2 separate regions of the Cyprinus carpio genome follow, and region 2 is linked to region 1. A link is a contact called in public Hi-C data. All regions are on one chromosome and are shown on one strand. Each heading gives the region's core, a stretch centred on a gene start, on an enhancer-like site or on the middle of the called end of the contact. The rest is flanking DNA. Distances are from core to core; before and after follow the strand shown.

Region 1 (4,692 bases), core at 103-2,602:
CAGCACAAAAGCATTTCTGAAGTGGCATTTAGGGGTTTGTTTAATGTTGCTCAGAGGTAGCATAAATGCATTTATGCAGCAATTGCACTTTTTGATACTGTTGAGGCGGGTCAGAACAGGTATAATTTAGCCTGGGTTTTATGTGGCATTGCGAATTTACACAGAAATTACTCCAAAGCTATGCAAGCTGGCAATCAGTATCTTTGTCCTATTAATAAAAGATAGCCTAGGCCTATATATTATAAAATATATGACAAGATAATCAATATATAATAATACATTTTTACTACATTGGCAAACTGCTTACCTTTTAGCATCACAAGTAAATTAATCTTGTTTTAAGGATGTTTAATGTTTTTTTTGTTTTTGTTTTTTACTGTCAAACAATATCAAAATACTGATTAAGAATTTTTTAAAAAAAAATTTTGTAGTTTCCAATTGCAGGATCACATTGAGTTCTGTATCATAACAAGGTAACAGGAGGATTAATCATGATGCAACAACGAAAAACCTGTGGGCTTTCATTTGGTGCTGAATTATGAGTGTTATACATGTAGCGGATAATTAGACATGAGCAGGGCTGGTTTTCGCACACCGGTACTGCACTCAAATCCATGAAACCTCTTAATAGATAAACTCACTGATGCTTTTCTCGTGGAAATATAGTAATGATCAAGCAATAACAGCGAATATAATATCCGAATCATCAAAGAGTGCTGACATTAAACGCCACTGAATTTTGCTCACTGAAATGCGAAAAGCCATTATCCAGGTCAAACACATATGGGCCGCTATTTTGTCATTTTCTTAATGACAGGCGGCACAGAAACCTATAATAATAGGTACATACAAAATATAAACACTATGACATGACGGAAAATATGCGCACATATAGCCTACTCTGGTAATATATTCTGCGTCCTTTGACCACCCATGCGTTTATTCAGGGTTTCATGGACATTTTGTACGTATTTGTTTTATTTCAGTTGTACTTACCTTTGTCTGACAGCGTCAGTTTTTCTTCAAAGCTGCTCTCTAGAGCCTTGTTCTCCATTTTGTTCATGGTTTTCAGTCAGTCATTCCATTACAGGCTCCAGAAGAGACGAGTGAAAAAAGAGGAACTCCAAGTTATGAACACACCCGAATGGAGTGGCCCTTTAAATCTGGTCAATAACAAACAGTTGAGCTCAATTAAAAGAGCAATACGATCGATTGTAGATTAAATTCGCTATTCCCACTCAAACGTGTGATCTCAGCTGTGAAAACTAAAGATAGAAAAAGAGGGGGGCCAGGTCCGGGGCCCTGCCCAACACACAGCAGCCGTTCGCCGAATACAGCGGCTCGATGCGGGACGGTCTCTGCCTATCCACTGGAGCGTACCATTCACCTGCATGGGGGACGCTGACACGCAGTTTGCATATTTGAAAATGTTATTAATGGCTAAATACACTATTTAAAATTTTATATCTCTAATTTACTTTAAATACATTTATGAAAATACTGGCGTCTTCACATGTGCTGTAAAGGAAGAGGTAGAGCTGTAGGTTTTTTGCAGAATGGCTCCCTCTCTCGGTTTCTAAAAGCTGGATCTACGGAATCAGGATGGAGGCACAAGGGTACACACGTCCTTTACTGTGTCCCGCTGCAAAACATATACACACCCAACATTTGGGTCTGCAAACGCAATATATTTATTTCCAGGTAATCAAAAAAAATAAAAAAATAAAATAAAATAAAAAAAAAAAAAAAATAAAAATAAATAAATAAATAAATAAAAATGTTTCGTAAAAATGTTTACTATTTTAATTTAGTATTATGTAGAACATAATTATAATTATTATTGATGTACCCTACTAAAATACCTAAAGCTAAAACTGAAAAAAAATTGACAAAAACGATATACAAAATAACTAATAAAAAATTACAAAAACTCAACCAAATTAACTAACTGAAATAAAAAAATGGAAATGAAAATAGAAAAAAAAAAAAAACTAGAATAACATCCAATGAAAAAATAACACTGATTGCAGACAGTGGTTCAAAAAGTACAGTTCTCCCCATAAAGACAAATAAAATGAACCATGTCCAAGACCTGAATTATAATAATTGATTAAATAACCAAAAACTAAAATACACCACACAAATCTACCATATGTACATCAATTTGACATAGTCACCACTGACAAGCTACTACTAAATATATTGTAGAAACTTAATTTTCTGTAAAGCTGCTTTGTAACTATTTGTATTGTGAAAAGTGCTATACAAATAAACTTGAATTGAACTGAATTAAATACAGCGCAAGTCAAAGACTCTCAGACCCGTATAACTGTGAGCACACCAATCTGAGACTGCTGAAATTGTCAGTATAGTTCGAACTGGATTGGGTCATGTGTAAACTAATGTGAGTCTGGTCTTATTTAATACTTTAACTATAGAGCATTTAAGAGTTGAAATCAGGCCATTCTAGCAGCACGAAGCAAATCAGCCATCTGGAGCCACTGATATAACCCTGCCAACAACAACTAGTGAAGCATACCTACACTGAACCACTTACATTTGTGTGAATAATCTACATTTCCAAAACATACTCTTGCAAATGGTTAAAAAACAAGCAGATTAAAACTGATTAGCTAAAACAGACATAAAAATAACACATGGGTCAAAAAACAGCATGCAATGCAAGTCAGGCGGAAAGTTTCTCAGATTGCTTTCAGTCCCTGCTTGCGGGTATTTGGAGATAAATGTAGATCCAATCAGTCATGAGTTAAACAAGTGGGATCTGTACAGCACAGAAGCCCCGGGATGTGTATCCGGCGTGATGGCGCACTCATTGCGTACCCTGCCCTAATTCATCACGGAGAACGACACAGATGTGATAAAAAGAGGCTTTGTTGCAATGACATAGGTGAGAATGTGGTCACATTGGACCCCCTTAAACTACAAATAAGCCTTAAAACATAAATCAGATTTGTTTATGAGTAGATACTGATGGGTTTTATGTAATCTGTCCAGTGCTTTGTAAAGATCTTACATCAAAAAACTCTTCTAATGTGGCCTGCAAACCAAAAGAGGAGGCAGACAGATAGTGAAGAGGTTATGATTGAAGGTATTTTAACATGCACCATCCATCACTGATAGATCAAGGGCAACTTTGAGGCTTTTTTGAATCCCAATTTGAAGAAGCTCCTTCAAGACGCCTTCACTGCACTTTAGTAAAATGTGTTTCGAATGGGTCTCAGTACGTTTAAATGAATAGAAACACAAAATGGATTGGATATTGCTTTCTCGTTGTGGCTAAGTTACTCTGAGAATTTAATACAAGAACAGAAAATGAGAGACAGCTAACCTTACGATGAAAAAAGGATAGTACACCCAAAAATGCAAATAATACTAAAATACCTAAAACTGGAATAAAAACGAACAAACACTGTATAGATAGATTAACAGATAAAAAAAAAACACAACATTTCAGCAAAATTATTAAAACTTTAACTAAAATTACAATGTAAATGAAAATACAAAATTCAAATTATAAAAAAAACTATACTGTACTATACTATTATAGTATTTATAAATATTTTGAATTAGCTATTATTTTAATATTTTCAGTTTACATTTTTATTTTAATTTTGTTATGCACTTGTCTTTTTTATTAGTTTTAACTTTTTTTTTATTAATTTATATTTTGCTTAATTCATCTTAATTTCAGGATTAGTGTGAGCAATTTTGATGCTTTATTCACTGAACTATATTATATAGATCAGTGACTTTTTTCAGTTAAAAATTTAAGTGGTAAATAAAACAAATATGGTTGGCGTATAAAAAGATTTCTATTTTTTTTAAATTCTAAATTAAGTGTTTTCATTTCTAATTTCTTAACATTACCATTTATAATTATATGTTATTTTTAATAATTGATTTTTAATAGTTTTAACTTTAGTTAATGAATAATTTTCAGTAGTGGCATGTTGGGATACTGATCACACAAAGGAAGAGACTACTTTAATTAAAGGTACTTTTTAGCTTTTTTTTGGACAACCATAGGTCACACTCCACTTTCAATGAGTGCACAACCTATAGGTTAATCATAAGGGTGAGCAGATGATAAGTCAATATTTTCCATTTTGAGGTGAACTGTTCTCTTAAAGAAACCCAATTATGGCTGATTTCTTCTCACATGAGATGTACAATGACCATTTAGACTATGCTCACAAGAAGAGCATTGGTAGAGCATTGTGTTAGCAGTGCAAAGGTTGTGGGTTCGATTCCCAGGGGAACACATGTTAGGTAAATAAAATGTTAGCCTGAATGCACTGTAAGTCACTTTGGATAAAAGTGTCTGCTAAATGCATAAATGTAAGCAAAAACCTCACATCACTTTAACAGTTAAGATCTAATTATAAAATCTGTAAGATATACACATGATTTTAAAGATAAGCTGTTTTGGACAATGGTAAGGTCAGCATTTGATATATTCACAGCTGCTGATGGGGGTGGTTGAACAGCTGCAGGGTTTGAGATATCAGCAACAGACGACATTGCTTCACTCTTATTACTCCAAATATTTCACCAACTGCACTGAATTTTACTGTAAGGCTTCCCATACTGAAAATATCTAGAACTCAACAAACCAAAGTAAGATAAAAGGTCCAAAAGGTTTTTTTTCCTGCAATTATGCCATAGAAGAAC
Region 2 (5,000 bases), core at 1,114-3,613, 42 kb before region 1:
ACGTGTGAGAGAGACAAGTGGTCTTCGGAGAGAAGAAAGCGAGAATGCACAGCTGACGTGACGTTATTGCATGTGCCGCTGGTAACAAAACATCGGCTCCAAATCGGAAAGAAGTGAGATTGATCGGCCGGTCACCGATCATGAGGAAAATCATCCGATTCCGATCCCTGGCCGATCGATCGGTACATCCCTAGGTGAAACAGTTTCAGATTCTTAACCCCTTAACTGTCACCGTCCCACCTGTGGGACGCTTGGCGCACTTTTTTTGTTGTCCTTTTTCTCTATGAAATCTTTTAGTAATCATCATAAATTATATATCATTTGAAAGCTTAGAAGCCATTTTGAAATTGGACATAGTGTTACCATGGAAATGGTACTTTAAAATCTTAAGGCGGTCTCCTCCCCCTTAGTGGGCAGTGTCAAGTGTCATATTACAAAATGCATTACGTCTTTTAGAATCAAAACTTTTTATAATTTTGGCAACAAACATATCATTGGAAAGGTCTGAGTCTCAGGATTCCATATTTGGTGGTTATTTTTAGATAGAAGTAAAATTGACAGAAATCTAGAGAAAAATTCATTAAGCAAAATCCAAAGGAGTTTTGATGGCTCCCAGTGGCTGTTTGTGGTATGACGCCTTAAAATCTCACAGGAAGCTCAATTTTTTTCATATCAACTTCAAATTTGGAACATAACTTATTTAGACAGAAGGCTTTAATTTTATACCAATTTTAGAGTAAAACATGTTATGTAAAATATTTATAATAAATAAAATTTTATTTAACATTTTATTTACAGTACATTTAAACTTCTATAACTTTTTGATACTTTTATTTTTTGAAAAAAAAATCCACTTTTGCCTGCTAATTTTCTTCTTTAAAAAAAGAGACCAACCTTAGGTTTATATTCCAAAGTGTTCATAAATTGCAACAATTTAAGTTTGGATAGTGCACTTTAATGCCTATTTTAAAAAAATGGGGGGTGACAGTTAAAGGGTTAAACACGCATAACCATTACACTTCCTTACAATACTGTGCATATTTTAAGTCCTTTACAATAATGGAATGTTGCATTCAGCCACTTTATTTGCAATATATACAACTGACTCTTGTTTCCATTTCTGACCAGTTTCTGAAAATATGAATATATAGCTCAGAATTGCTTACACTGGCTGGTTAACTATTACTCTATGAGATTTTAACAACTCCAGGTCCTGCTTTTCCAGTGTGTTGCATTTATCTAGTAAGATTAGACGCCTATGTTAATTGATATGAAGCATTTTTCAGTGTGGGATAGAGATCAGGGTGCATCATATAGCATGAAAGATTTGTAAACATAATGTCTATGCATCTGGCAGTCAAATCAGGAACAGGAACAACTGCCAAGCAATTTTCACCCAGTCCTTTGGGGTAAGAAACAGTGCAACCCAACCGGTGCAGCTAGTTTCTAATCTATTCAGGAAATACTAGGGTGAAAAATTTGCATTAATCAAATCATCAGTACAGAGGACACTCACTGGCTGTGTCTCAATATAAACAGCATTTCAGACTCCGTCGATAATACATGAGAAGTTTAATAGCCAATTTACTAGGTTTTGAGACAATTTGAGACGCATAAAATGCTGTCTAGGTAGGCAGCAAACCTGCCTACAGGTTCAAACAGCTGACTAGGTATTGTTTTGCTTCACTTCTTTCATGGTAAGGGTGGAAATAAAAAATGAGTTCAGTACAATAGTCGCATTACTATTGTATCTACATTCAGGATCGTTTTAAAGTTACCACTAACGATATTATAAATATCATTAATCCACCTCAATGAGTTCAGAATACATACAAATCTGGCTGAGTAATTATATCAACAAAAAAAGTAAAACGACAAATTAATTATTATGCTGCCAAAATACACAATGTTATCAAAAATCCAGATAAATTGCTGCTGTTAGCCACTATGCTAACACTAGCCTCATTAGCTCATTTGAAACGGCTTGAAACGCACAGAAGCGGACACAACGACATCAAAATAACACGAAAGAACATTTCTGGGAGAAAACCCAACAGAAAACAACATTATAGTGTTAAAATGTGTAAAAATAAATAAAAATAGACTCACCTGAGGAGCTAGTCAGATGTGATTAGCACGAGCGCACTGAGACGCTGCGCGCACGCGACGGTAGAATAGCGTGTATTAAACGCCAAACGCTGATCGATATACGTCTGATTTTAATTATACTGATCTATTTCGCCCATATAACTTGTATGAGTTCAGTTATGTAAGATTTCTGAGTAATGAAACCGAGAAGTGGCCATCTGGGGGCCTCAGGAAACGCAAGATGATTCCGAAGTAACGTAGTTCAGAGCCAGAGCTTCCTGATCAACACATGCGCGCGCACGCAGAGCGTTACACACGCCCCTCCCTGCTATTCTTCTTCTTCTTGTTTTCTTTTTCTCTTGAATTTAAATGAATCAAAACTATGAATGTTTACTTCAAACTTGAAAAAGGCCTGATATATACACTAAACCCATTCCTCAGTCCCTTTAGAAATACTTACATTTGAATATAAACAAATTTTTCTCTCCCCCCCTTTCATTAATTTTCAACAATGAGCTGAATTCTAATACAGTATAAGGCCATTTTTATTTCTAAGCTCTGCTGCAGCATCTACACATGGTAAAACAGCCGCAGCGCCTCCATTTCAAGCACCTGTTGAAAGCGTCTCAGAGTGACAGCTGTGATCACAGGCCTCGGGGCCAGTTCAGAGAAATCTGTCCAACACCAGACACTATTTCTCACAGAGAGGAAACACTACAGAGAGTCAGCCCGCATAAGCCAATCTCTCCCAGACATGTCTGCAAAAATACTACCGTTACAGATGCTTGCCAGGAACTACTGGCCTTTTCTCAGTATAGTCTTGGTGCACATGGTGTTACATTATAAGCCACTGACAATGATTTCTAATAAAAATAATCTTATTAAAAGACAGAGATAAGCATTGTTCTCTGGGTGGTATTAAGAGTGCTTGCAGCTGCTATCGCAAAAATAGTCATCTGCAACAGGGCCAGAGAAAGATTCTGGTGCAGATCTGCAATCTGTACGTCAAATCATCAATCATATCTTTTAAATAAATAATTACTACACATCCACACATACACATATCTATCTATATATCTTTATTGATCTATATCTAACTATACTGTATATATAAACACAGACACACCCACACATAAGCACAAACATCAAAACCAAATCATACAAATGTTTAAAAATTCTGTAATATTATCAGCATGTATCATATTTGAATTGGCACGATCGAAACTGAATGAAAGCACGGCACGACTCTTGCAATCCTGTCTGTCACATTGGCAAATGGTTTGCATTCTTAGTTTAATGTAAACATTGAGAGTTTAATGCTAGCTTAATTCATGTCCAGTAAAGTCTTTATTGCTGATGTAGATTAAAATAGATGAAAAGTTATCTGCCTGGATACACATACATAAACACATGCAAATCACTGAGCTGGAGAAAGAAAGAAAAGTAGCTTTTCAGCTTGAAAAGTAAATATCTATATGTGCACCACGACTGAATTTAGAGTGAGCTCATGCTATGGGTTATTTTCAATAGATTAACAATGTAACCTACATTCAGTGGAAACTATTTGTGCTGTTTCACTTCACGCTCTGCTCAGTAGCTCTAGATACAATATCTTTCAAAGCCTTATTTCTCTTTTCTGGTGTTTGTTTTGCATGCATATGGTCTTGATACAGATGAAAGTGGCATGTTTGTCATTGTGGGTTTGAGTACAACGGGGTGTTACATTTGTCTGTTTCTAGGCCTTTAAAGTTTAAGTGATGCCACAAGTGTGCACAAATAGTTTCACCTAAAAAATGATCACATTAAATCCCTCTCAAAACCATTCTGAAACATGCATAGGAGAAATATGAGAAAAGCCTCAGCTCTGGCATTCAGTGGTGTGGAGAATACAAGAGAAAGCAAAAGTAAATTCAGTGTATCAGCAGAGAACTTCCTGTGTTTAAGTGACAGAGCTACATCCTAAGTCACATCTTGTCTAAATGAATTACGCTTTCAGCTTATGCACAGATCTAACTTCTTTCACTTCAGATTAGATCTACTCCACCCCTGTAGTCATTACTAAAACTCACTTCTTTTACTGGCTTTCAGTGTTCACTACATTTTGTAATATACTGCTAGCATTCTATCAATGGCTTCTGTCTGATTTTATTTTATGAATGTTTTATAATGCATTGTAAAGCACATTGGTCAGCTGCTGCTATATAAATGGTGCTATATAAAAAAAAAATACTTTGACAAAATCCTAATAAATTAACCAATTAAAGTGTTTATAATTAGTCCTTCCATTAGTAGAACAATATTACTAGAACTTCTCACTGTAATGCTTGTTTTCAACCATGTACCTCATAATCAGTGAGAAAATAAAAGCTAATTCAAAATGTTGATACATACTATAGTAGTATATAAACTATATGAAAATACTGATATAGAAACAATGCATGCATGGAACAAATTTGGTCATTAAATTCATTAAATTTGATTGACCTTCAACTATGTCAAACATTCGACAAACAGTATTTTTTAAACAAAATAAACGTCGTCTTTATTGAGCATACTGTGTAAATATTTACAGTGCAAATGTGGTGTATGTGAATCCATAATGACACAAAGTAAACTGGAGACAAATAATCTCTATTTAAAATTTTTCAGAGTTGTAAAAAGTCCATTCTAAAAGCCAAAGGAAGAGCTGCAATGGAGACTTTCTGAAATATAACATATTACAGTGCATCTGCAAGCAGCTATACAAAGCCATTAAACAAAGCAACTCAGTGTGAAGCAAATATGTGGCTGATGGAAACATGCTGCAAGATCACATTTAAATAGAAAGGTTGCAAATAAATGCAGCGCATGCATTTATCCACACATACACATACACACTCACATATACACTTATCAACAGCTACCAACAGCCC

The links. Hi-C and Micro-C count contacts between places; a contact is called where the count stands out from the background.
Region 2: a Hi-C map of skeletal muscle shows a contact between it and region 1, with 2.8 times the contacts expected there. The contact joins the enhancer-like site here to the promoter of LOC109069065 in region 1. A contact is called at or near these places in 6 of 8 Hi-C or Micro-C datasets (liver and skeletal muscle).

Annotation. Positions count from the first base shown.
Region 1 is chrA19:9,543,286-9,547,977 of ASM1834038v1, reverse strand. It overlaps LOC109069065 (MAP7 domain-containing protein 1-like), which reads right to left and starts at 1,352. Exons shown (of 17, transcript XM_042776272.1): 1 at 997-1,352. The coding sequence starts at 1,063.
Region 2 is chrA19:9,585,739-9,590,738 of ASM1834038v1, reverse strand. No RefSeq gene overlaps it. Among protein-coding and RNA genes, the nearest start is that of LOC122148779, 20 kb to the left of the region's middle. Within about 2 kb of position 2,363, at least 7 of the 8 cell types and tissues checked have an H3K27ac peak or open chromatin away from gene starts, as enhancers often do. A contact at or near this core is called in liver and skeletal muscle, where this site is marked.